3 separate regions of the Mus musculus genome follow, and all the other regions are linked to region 3. A link is a contact called in public Hi-C data. All regions are on one chromosome and are shown on one strand. The core of a region is the stretch at or near the end of the contact, and the rest is flanking DNA. Distances in the headings are between cores, read along the strand shown. Region 1 has its middle 28 kb from the start of Fam43a. Region 2 overlaps Gm46565 (a long non-coding RNA gene). Region 3 has its middle 17 kb from the start of Gm33502.

Region 1 (2,700 bases), core at 142-2,641, 150 kb before region 3:
GCACCAATTAGCAATGGTTAAAAAAAAAAAGTAGCAGCGATGGTAAAAATTTTAAGCGATTGATTGTAATTGATGGATTTAATATTTTTGAGATTCTTGGTGGCTCTTTCCCCTATGGCACTCTATGTCTCCAGTTCTTCAGCATCATACATTAAATTGGGTTTTTACATTCCCTACTGCATACCAGCCTAGTCAATTTCAAAGCAAGCGTCTACCCACTGGTAAGATTATTCAATCCTGGCCACAGCTTGGCCTATGAAAGGGTGATATAATGCTCATGTAAGTGAGAGAGAGTTTGTAGCTGGCTCTGCACCTACTTTTGGTCCCCATTCTTCCTCCTGCTGCCTAATGTCAACTCACAAGGATTCTAACCAGCTAATGATTAACCACATATTTGATGAGGGTTGCCTATGTGGAGAATCTTGGGGAAGGGTCTGGGGAAGAAAGAAATGAATCCGACATTGTTCTCACAGGAATGGCCATTGCTGTATACAACTTCAGGAGAATCTGACTTCTATTCCACTTCCAAGGCAGGCATCACTAATCTATCTACCTATTAACTTACACTGGGCCTGAGTAGTCTATCTATTAATTTACATTGCACCCTAGTGGGATTTCAGAAGATCAATACAATCACCAGCTGTCACTCAAGATGGTAAGAGTGGACATCTACTCAGCACTTACTATATGCCCTGTATCTGCTATTTCCATATTTGCTATTAATATTTCCTTTAAAAAAAAAGATTGCCGGGCAGTGGTGGTGCACGCCTTTAATCCCAGCACTTGGGAAGCAGAGGCAGGCAGAATTCTGAGTTCGAGGCCAGCCTTGTCTACAGAGTGAGTTCCAGGACAGCCAGGGCTACACAGAGAAACCCTGTCTCGAAAAACCAAAAAAAAAAAAAAAAAAAAAAAAAGAGATTTATATATTATTATATCTAAGTACACTGTAGCTGTCTTCAGATGTACCATAAGAGAGCATCAGATCTCATTACAGATGGTTGTGAGCCACCCATGTGGTTGCTGGGATTTGAACTCAGGACTTTCAGAAGAGCAGTCAGTGCTCTTAACCACTGAACCATCTCTCCAGCCCTATTCATATTTCCTATTGTGTTACTTCTACGTGACTCTTGAGGCAGATGCTGTCAAGTCTTTGTTGTACAGACGAACAACAGCCTTTGCGAAGTCCAGGCTCTTGTTCCCCAGAGAGAGATCTATGATTTGAACCCAGGTGGTCCAATGCAGAGTGCGGTCTGCTTTCAATCTTTTCTGTGTTCTGTTTTCTAACGCCAGTGCCCTGACACCCTCTGCTTTTCTTAGCACAGATCTGGCATGGCTTGAGGGAGAGGGCAATTTGACATCCCTTGGCTGCTCTAGCTGATCCCCTGGCGCTCCGCAGCCAATGAGCACGGGCCTCATTTCACAGAAGGAAGTGCATAAGGGCTATGACATTGTCTAGGTGACAGCTGAAACCACAGGAAGAAATGGAAGCTAGGCTAGAGAATTCCCAGGCGCAGGCCTGGGATCAGCCCAGGAACCCAGGGGACTTGGAGGATGTTTATAAATGTCTCTTCTTATTCCTCAAAGCCCAACTTGGTTTAATTCTGCAAATACACCCGAGACTAAGAACATAGAGACAATAGATCTGAGTCAAACCTGCCTGATATTTTGTACAGAGGAAGTGCCGGAGAAGTGCAAGTGGCTGGCAGTGAAAAGATTCTCTGGCAGGAATGTCTGACCATTGGTCTGGACTCTCCACAGCGCTTTCCTGCAGTTCTTGCATCACCCGCATTAATAGATACAGGGTTAAACTGGGGAAACCAAAAGCTTTTCGGTCAAGGTTGTGCACCAGATATCCTGCCAACCCTCATTAGAAGTAAAAAAAAAAAAAAGTTGATTGTTTGTTAAATAAATTTTGTTATTTCTAAGCAGAGATTGGTGGCCAGAAACATGAAATAAAAGCACAGACTGCCCACTTCTTCCCCAAACCCAAAGTCTGACTTCAAAACAAACAAACAAACAAACCCCCAAACAACTCCATCTTAAACCTTTCTGAAAGGCCAATCTAATTAGCTACATATTTTCCTTCCAGCTAAGGGTAGATGGCTTTCTACCATCCCACAGAAGGATTTTAAGTCTAGATCTACAGGTCACCTAGATACCGGTCTCCACGCCCTGCATTCCAGCAGCGAAGAAAAGAATTACTCATTCCCTGGGGCATTGGTTGTACAAGCCTTTAATCCCTGCACTCCGGAGGCGCAGGCAGGTGGATCTCTAAGAGTTTGAGGGCAACATGGTGGACAGAGTGAGTTCCAGGACAGCTGAAGCTATACAGAGAAACCCTGTCTTGAAAAACTAAAACCAAACCAAGCTAATCAAACAAACAAACAAAAAGTAAACAAAAAAGCGTGCTTGCGTGATTGGAGGAGGGAGGGAGAAGGAGAGAGGGAGAGGGAAGGAAGGAGAGGGAGGGAGGAAGAGAGAGAAGGAGAGGGAGGGAGGAAGAGAGAGAAAGAGAGGGAGGGAGGATGAAGGAGGGAGGGAGAGAGAGATGAAGAGAGGAAGGGAGGGAGGGAGAAGGAGAGAGGGAGAGAGGGAAGGAGGGAGAGAGAATTACACACAAATAGAGTAACCTTCTGGAACCTGTGAACGTCATCTCATTTGGGAGAAGAGTATCTGTTAATTATTTCTCTAGTGCTGTGC
Region 2 (2,824 bases), core at 306-2,805, 150 kb after region 3:
GAACTCAGAAGATCAGTCATCAATAGTTAAGACAGGCAGAGTAGACATGGAACTCAGAAAGGGTGCAATGTCAGCAGCTGGCAGACTGGACCCCGCCAGCATCCAGACCCATCTCTCATATATAGAATGGAAAATGAGAAACTTTCCTCAGCAAAGCAGAGGAGAGCCGGGCATGGGGACACAGACCTATGATTCCAGCTATGTGGAAACTGAGACAGGGGACTAATTCACTACTCCAAGGGTATTCATGTTACAGTGCGAGGTCAGGGCCAGCCAAAGGAGCTTGGTAAGACCCTGTCTCAAAAATAAAATAAAATATTAAAATGGCTGAGGTGCAGCTCACAATGGGAGGGGGTTTGCTTAGCATGTCTAAGGTCCTGGATTTGATCCTCAGGACCACAAAAAGGGAGTGGTCTCTCCAGCCCATAGGCCAGTCCTCCCTCCCCAACAACACTTGTCTGGTAAGCACAACTATGAAACCATAGCAACAGAAGGAGCCCTAGACTGGACTTGAAAGCTGACCGACTTCTACCCTGCAAGTCAGGCCAGGCCTCCCAGCCCTCCAGCCTTCCTCCTCATCATCTGTGGGGTAAGAACTGAACCTCCCCAACTCCAAGGTCTTGCACACTACCCTAGGGCCTGTTCTCTCCAGCCCTCTCTCTCATTCTAGAATAGGCAGCTATTCCAGGGATAGCTCCCAGAACTAAATACCAGACTCCTGAGGGAGAGGGGTCCTATGGGGCAAGTTTTACAGTCACCTTCCATCCCCAGACAGCCTGAGGGATGGGCTGAGCCTCAATGAGCTCCTTCCTGCTGGCTGCTGAGTGTCTGAACTCCCTCCCCAGCCTGAAGCTCCACTTTTTAACCTCACCCAGGAAGCAAGAAGTTCCTTGAGCATTAAGCTAACAAGCATCCACCCCTACTGGTTTAAAATACAGAACCCAGAGTAGAAAAGGCTATTCAGATTACTGGAGAGTTCTGGAGTCCCACTCTTCTCACCCAGCCTCCTTCCCATGTTCCCTTCTCCAGTGACCATACACCCAGCAAGTCAGGAGGTGGACAGGGATACACTCAGGCTGCTTAGAGACTTCATATGGACGTAGGGGCACTAGCATCCCTCTGCTGCTCAGCACACAATTCAGGTATCACAATTAGGGTGCTTACAGACTGCACATGGACATCACTAGCATCCCTCCTCTGCTCTAGCATCCAGTCCAGGGTACCACATCATTAGGGTGCTTTGTGTCCCTCCATCACAAGAGTCTCTCAGTGCTGCCATCCTCCATCAGGGCTCCTCAGCCATGATTGCTCACTGGAACTTCCTGGTCAGCCAAGTCACCAGGGCCAGGAACAGAGCCAGTGCTAGTTGTACCAGAACACACACACACACACACACACACACACACACACACACCCCACCCTGCTGTGGTGGGACCAGCTGTTACTTTCTAAGGCCATTCTGAAGCTGATGCTCAGCCACCCAGAGTTGAGAGGGGCAGCTCTTAAAATCCCCATGTGTCCACTCATTCTGTCATGTGTCTCTTAGAATGGGGAAGCAGCTCTTCCTAAATTAATTTTTGATGACTCATGAATAGTGTATACATTTCTTACATCCAGCTCACTGCTGCTTTGTCAGTATCTCGCCAGATCACAGCAGCATGGCTAAAGGCTAGGCCCCCTCATAATTAATCCCTCAATATTATGCTTTTCCCTTTCTCCAGTCTTTTCCATCCCTAGAAACATTAGAAAACGGGACAGTGTCTGTTGATGATGTCAAGTAATATGTGACATTAAGCAATAAGCGTTTTTTCTTTAAAAAAATCTTAAACTGTTTCTCTACATTGTTCATGACTTGCTAAGTGTAGCTTGAATATTTTAGTAGTTTTGGGATATTTTGTGGAATGAAAATACATTAACTTAGTTATCTATGGATACATAGGATATTTCAGAGATTTTGTTCTTGAAAGTCTGGGTCATGCTATCTTGAGTACAGCATAGTAAGTCTTACAACACAGGTTTTCCCTTAATAAACATAGCTTTATTTTTTTTCTAGTACATTCTTATATTTAAAAGTGAATGCCTTTGAGTGGAGGTAGCCCATGGCCAAGTGGAAGTGGAGATATTAGGTTTCATTTTAGGTCACTACCCTATCCTCAGCCCAGACAGCTCCCCTAAATGATTCTCCAGTCGCTCCTCAGCAGCAGGTATGAGGGGATCCATTCCCCACCCCACACCTCCTGCATCACTGTCAAAGCCTGCTTCACCAAACCTCCTTTTGTCCATAGCGTGATGAATGTGATTTCATTCCTTTCCTTTGTGGTCACATGACCATCTTAATAGACCAATAAGACATCAAAGTTCAAAGAGATTCCAGTGATCATGTACCCTAACCTCGTTGCTTTAAGAACGTTTCTGTTGCATAAAAATTACATGACGTCATCACAACACAAGTTTTCATTATGTATATATCATCTCTATAGTATAGTGAACAGAAATTAAAAATTCCCCTTTGCATTCTTTTTCTCTTGCTGAGAGAAGCACTAATGTTAACAGTTGGTACATGTAGTGGCGGCTTGTGTTCTTCTGCTAATTATGTTACCCCAAAAACCTGTCTACGGTGTCCCCCACATAGGACTAAAGGAAGCCTGTCCCCAGTTGGGTTTTGACTGCTCAGTAAAGTTACCAGCAGCCAATGGCTGGACAAGGAGACAGAGGCGGGACTTCTAGGATCCCTAGGAAGGGACTGAAGAAGGATGGAGAGGGGATTGTTCTATGATGAGGGCATAGGAGACGAACCACGCAGGGAAGTTGCAGGAGGGAGAGA
Region 3 (2,708 bases), core at 79-2,578:
GCATCTGGTTCCCATCTGTACTATGACTGGGGGCTTGGAGGTGCTCAGAGCCCTGCTCTATCCAAAGGAGCTGACTTTCATTAGTTATGCCCGGAAGGCATCTAAGTAGGCAGGTCAGCGGTCATCGGTCAGCAGTGGGAATGGGGCAGAAAGCCAAGATTTCTTGCAAAGGGCTTCTTGCACCACAGGGGAAGGAGTTTCATTCCTGTCAAAGCAGACAACCCAAGCCTTTAGAGATTTCTGAAGCTATAGCCCCAGGCTGTTGGGTGTGTCCCAGCCTGGTCGCTAAGGAGGCTTGAACTCTATTGCCAGAGCTACAGCTCAGAGCTATAAGGAACGCCAGTCCCACCCTCCGGTCCCTCCTCACCATTCATAGCACATGTGCAAAGCAGCCTTCCTGTCAGAGAAGAGCGAGAACCAACTAGATTTAGTACAACAGATTCCAAGGGACATCTGAGGTCATGAACTGGCAAAGGACTGCTGGGTCAGCCTGGCAGGCTGCCAGGTGCCAGCTTGGGGCTCAGCTAAGGAAAAGCAGGAGAAGTCAGGAAGAGGCTTCCGCTGGGCACTGGGGACAGCTTCACGGCACGGCTAGTCCCCTTTGGGTACCAGATGACAGTGGCCACGGTTGTACGCTCCCCCCACCCCTCCATTTTCATGACTCCCTCTTCACAAAAGGCTTTTATCCCTGTGGGCTTGGTTGATTTGATTAGTGGCAGGACCATCCGTTTGACTTTGCAGATAAGGAAATGAAAGCTGAGAGTGGCCCCAGATGACCCAAGATCACTGGGCCTCTTTGAGGGACTTTGAGCCATCTCAGAGACCCTCAGCAGGCTCTCCACCCAGCGTGGTGGTGGCCTTTAGAGTCACCACCTGTCTCCACCTGCTCAGTCATGCAACACAATGGTACGGACAGTCTGTTCCCTTGCTCTTGTATAAAGTGTGAATACACGCGTCTTTATAGAAGATTGCTTTTTATTGATTTATAACTGGCCATATAAATGAAATCAGTGTGTGAACTATGCAAACATGGGTTTAAGACAAGCCTGGAGAACTCCCAGTGCCTCAGCCACTCCAGACGGGCCTCTTGGGGAGACCTAGGGCTACGGGGTCCTGCAGGATGAGGTCTGAATCCTGTCTAGGGGCCTGTACTGGGAGGTCTTTGCTAGGCGGTCTCGTGTTGCCAAGGCAGCTTATGTGAGCCGATCCTGCCGAGGACTCTACCCTGGGGCAGACAGTGAGTTATCTCACCCACTGCCTGTGCCTCTGGTGACCGGCTGGGCCAGGCTCTCCTGCAGGGCTGACATTCGTGATTTGCTGAGGGAGGAGCTGCTTCCCCTGGTGACTGAGGGGTGGTTTGAGGCTTTGGCTAGTGAACTGCGTGCCTATTATGCAAATGTCTAGGGTTTGCTTTTGGAATGGCTATAAAAATAGAAAATGAACAAGTCGGAGCTGAGGAAGTGGTGTTTTATAGTTATATGGGAGGAGTGGCAAGGGACTGATGATCCTTGAGCCAGCACCGCGATTCAGTTTCCACTCTGGCATTCAGGCCTCGCTTGCCAGCTTGACCACAAGCGATCCCCGTGTAGAGAACGCCTGGCTGCCACAGGCAGGTGTGGGAAGAAGCACTGAGATCTAAACAGGGGGCCTATCCGAGGTCACAGAGCTCTTATTCGGTGATTCTGTTTGGTAGGAGCCATGAGTGGTCACGGCACCACTTCTGTCCCTTAGCACCAGCCTAGGTGCCAGGCAGACAGTATCCACAGCATCAATCAGGAAAGAGGAAGCCCAGAGAAGGTGGGCAGGGGCTTCTTGTTAACCAGGTCAGGCTTTGTTTTCTGTATCACCACGCTGAGGTTAGCTAACAAAGAAGGTGAAGGGAAAGCAGGAGAGAAGCTGGGGTGTGAGGACAGAGCCCGGAGCCCAGAGCCGGAGCCAGGGAGCTGGTAAGGTGAAGTATTAGAAAGAGAGAACACAGCTGGAGAAAGTCTACGATAGACAAAGCCTCAGAGTGGAGTCCACTCTCCCTCAAGAGAGCCCAGCATGGCTGGCACCATGATAAATCAGCGCGGAAGGGACAACAGAAGCCGCTTCCCCACATCATCCTGACACGTGCACCTTCATGTGGACTCTGTGTGTCCCTCCCTCTCCCGCTGGGTCTGTGGGCACAACTAGGCGAGAGGACCCTCAGCTCTGCCTTCTTCACCACTTATGTCACATCTATGATGTCACTGGAGCCCCGAGAGGGTCCCAGTTCTGCAGACGCTCACTCTTATATAGTCCTGGCTATCCTGGAACTCACTTTGTAGACCAGGCTGGCCTCGAACTCAGAAATCCGCCTGCCTCTGCCTCCCGAGTGCTGGGATTAAAGGCGTGCGCCATCACACCCGGCTTAGCTTTCTTTTTAAATTAGCTTTTAAAGATTTATTTACTTTTATTTTATGTGTACAGGTGTTTTGTCTGCATGTACGATTGTATACTGTATGTGTGCAGTATCCTCAGAAGCTAGAAGAGGGAGACGGATTTCAAAAGGAACTAGAGTTACTGACAGTTGAGAGCCACCATGTGGGCGCTGAGAGTAGGAGTCAGGTCCTCTGGAAGAACAGACAGTGCTCTTAACTACAGAGCCATTTCTCCAGGCCCTCAGTTTTCTATTAAGCATTGTTAAATTGATACTGTGAGTGAGCTAAGTAAGCCACATAGGTAGA

The links. A called contact is a pair of places that touch in the nucleus more often than the background predicts.
Region 1: a Hi-C map of the N1E-115 cell line shows a contact between it and region 3, with 4 times the contacts expected there. The contact joins two enhancer-like sites. A contact is called at or near these places in 5 of 484 Hi-C or Micro-C datasets (the C2C12 cell line, the N1E-115 cell line, bone marrow-derived macrophages and 2 more) and 4 of 115 datasets of contacts at active chromatin or transcription factors (double positive thymocytes and embryonic stem cells).
Region 2: a Hi-C map of bone marrow-derived macrophages shows a contact between it and region 3, with 2.3 times the contacts expected there. The contact joins two enhancer-like sites. A contact is called at or near these places in 5 of 484 Hi-C or Micro-C datasets (the G1E-ER4 cell line, bone marrow-derived macrophages and embryonic stem cells), 1 of 115 datasets of contacts at active chromatin or transcription factors (pancreatic cancer cells) and 1 of 9 other capture datasets (embryonic stem cells).

The regions. Positions count from the first base shown.
Region 1 is chr16:30,626,395-30,629,094 of GRCm38.p6, forward strand. No RefSeq gene overlaps it. Among named protein-coding and RNA genes, the nearest start is that of Fam43a, 28 kb to the left of the region's middle. Within about 2 kb of position 1,392, at least 22 of the 459 cell types and tissues checked have an H3K27ac peak or open chromatin away from gene starts, as enhancers often do. A contact at or near this core is called in the N1E-115 cell line, where this site is marked.
Region 2 is chr16:30,921,281-30,924,104 of GRCm38.p6, forward strand. The region is part of intron 2 of Gm46565 (a long non-coding RNA gene); the gene reads right to left. Among named protein-coding and RNA genes, the nearest start is that of Gm46565, 30 kb to the right of the region's middle. Within about 2 kb of position 1,556, at least 26 of the 459 cell types and tissues checked have an H3K27ac peak or open chromatin away from gene starts, as enhancers often do. A contact at or near this core is called in bone marrow-derived macrophages, where this site is marked.
Region 3 is chr16:30,775,058-30,777,765 of GRCm38.p6, forward strand. No RefSeq gene overlaps it. Among named protein-coding and RNA genes, the nearest start is that of Gm33502, 17 kb to the right of the region's middle. Within about 2 kb of position 1,329, at least 87 of the 459 cell types and tissues checked have an H3K27ac peak or open chromatin away from gene starts, as enhancers often do. A contact at or near this core is called in the N1E-115 cell line and bone marrow-derived macrophages, where this site is marked.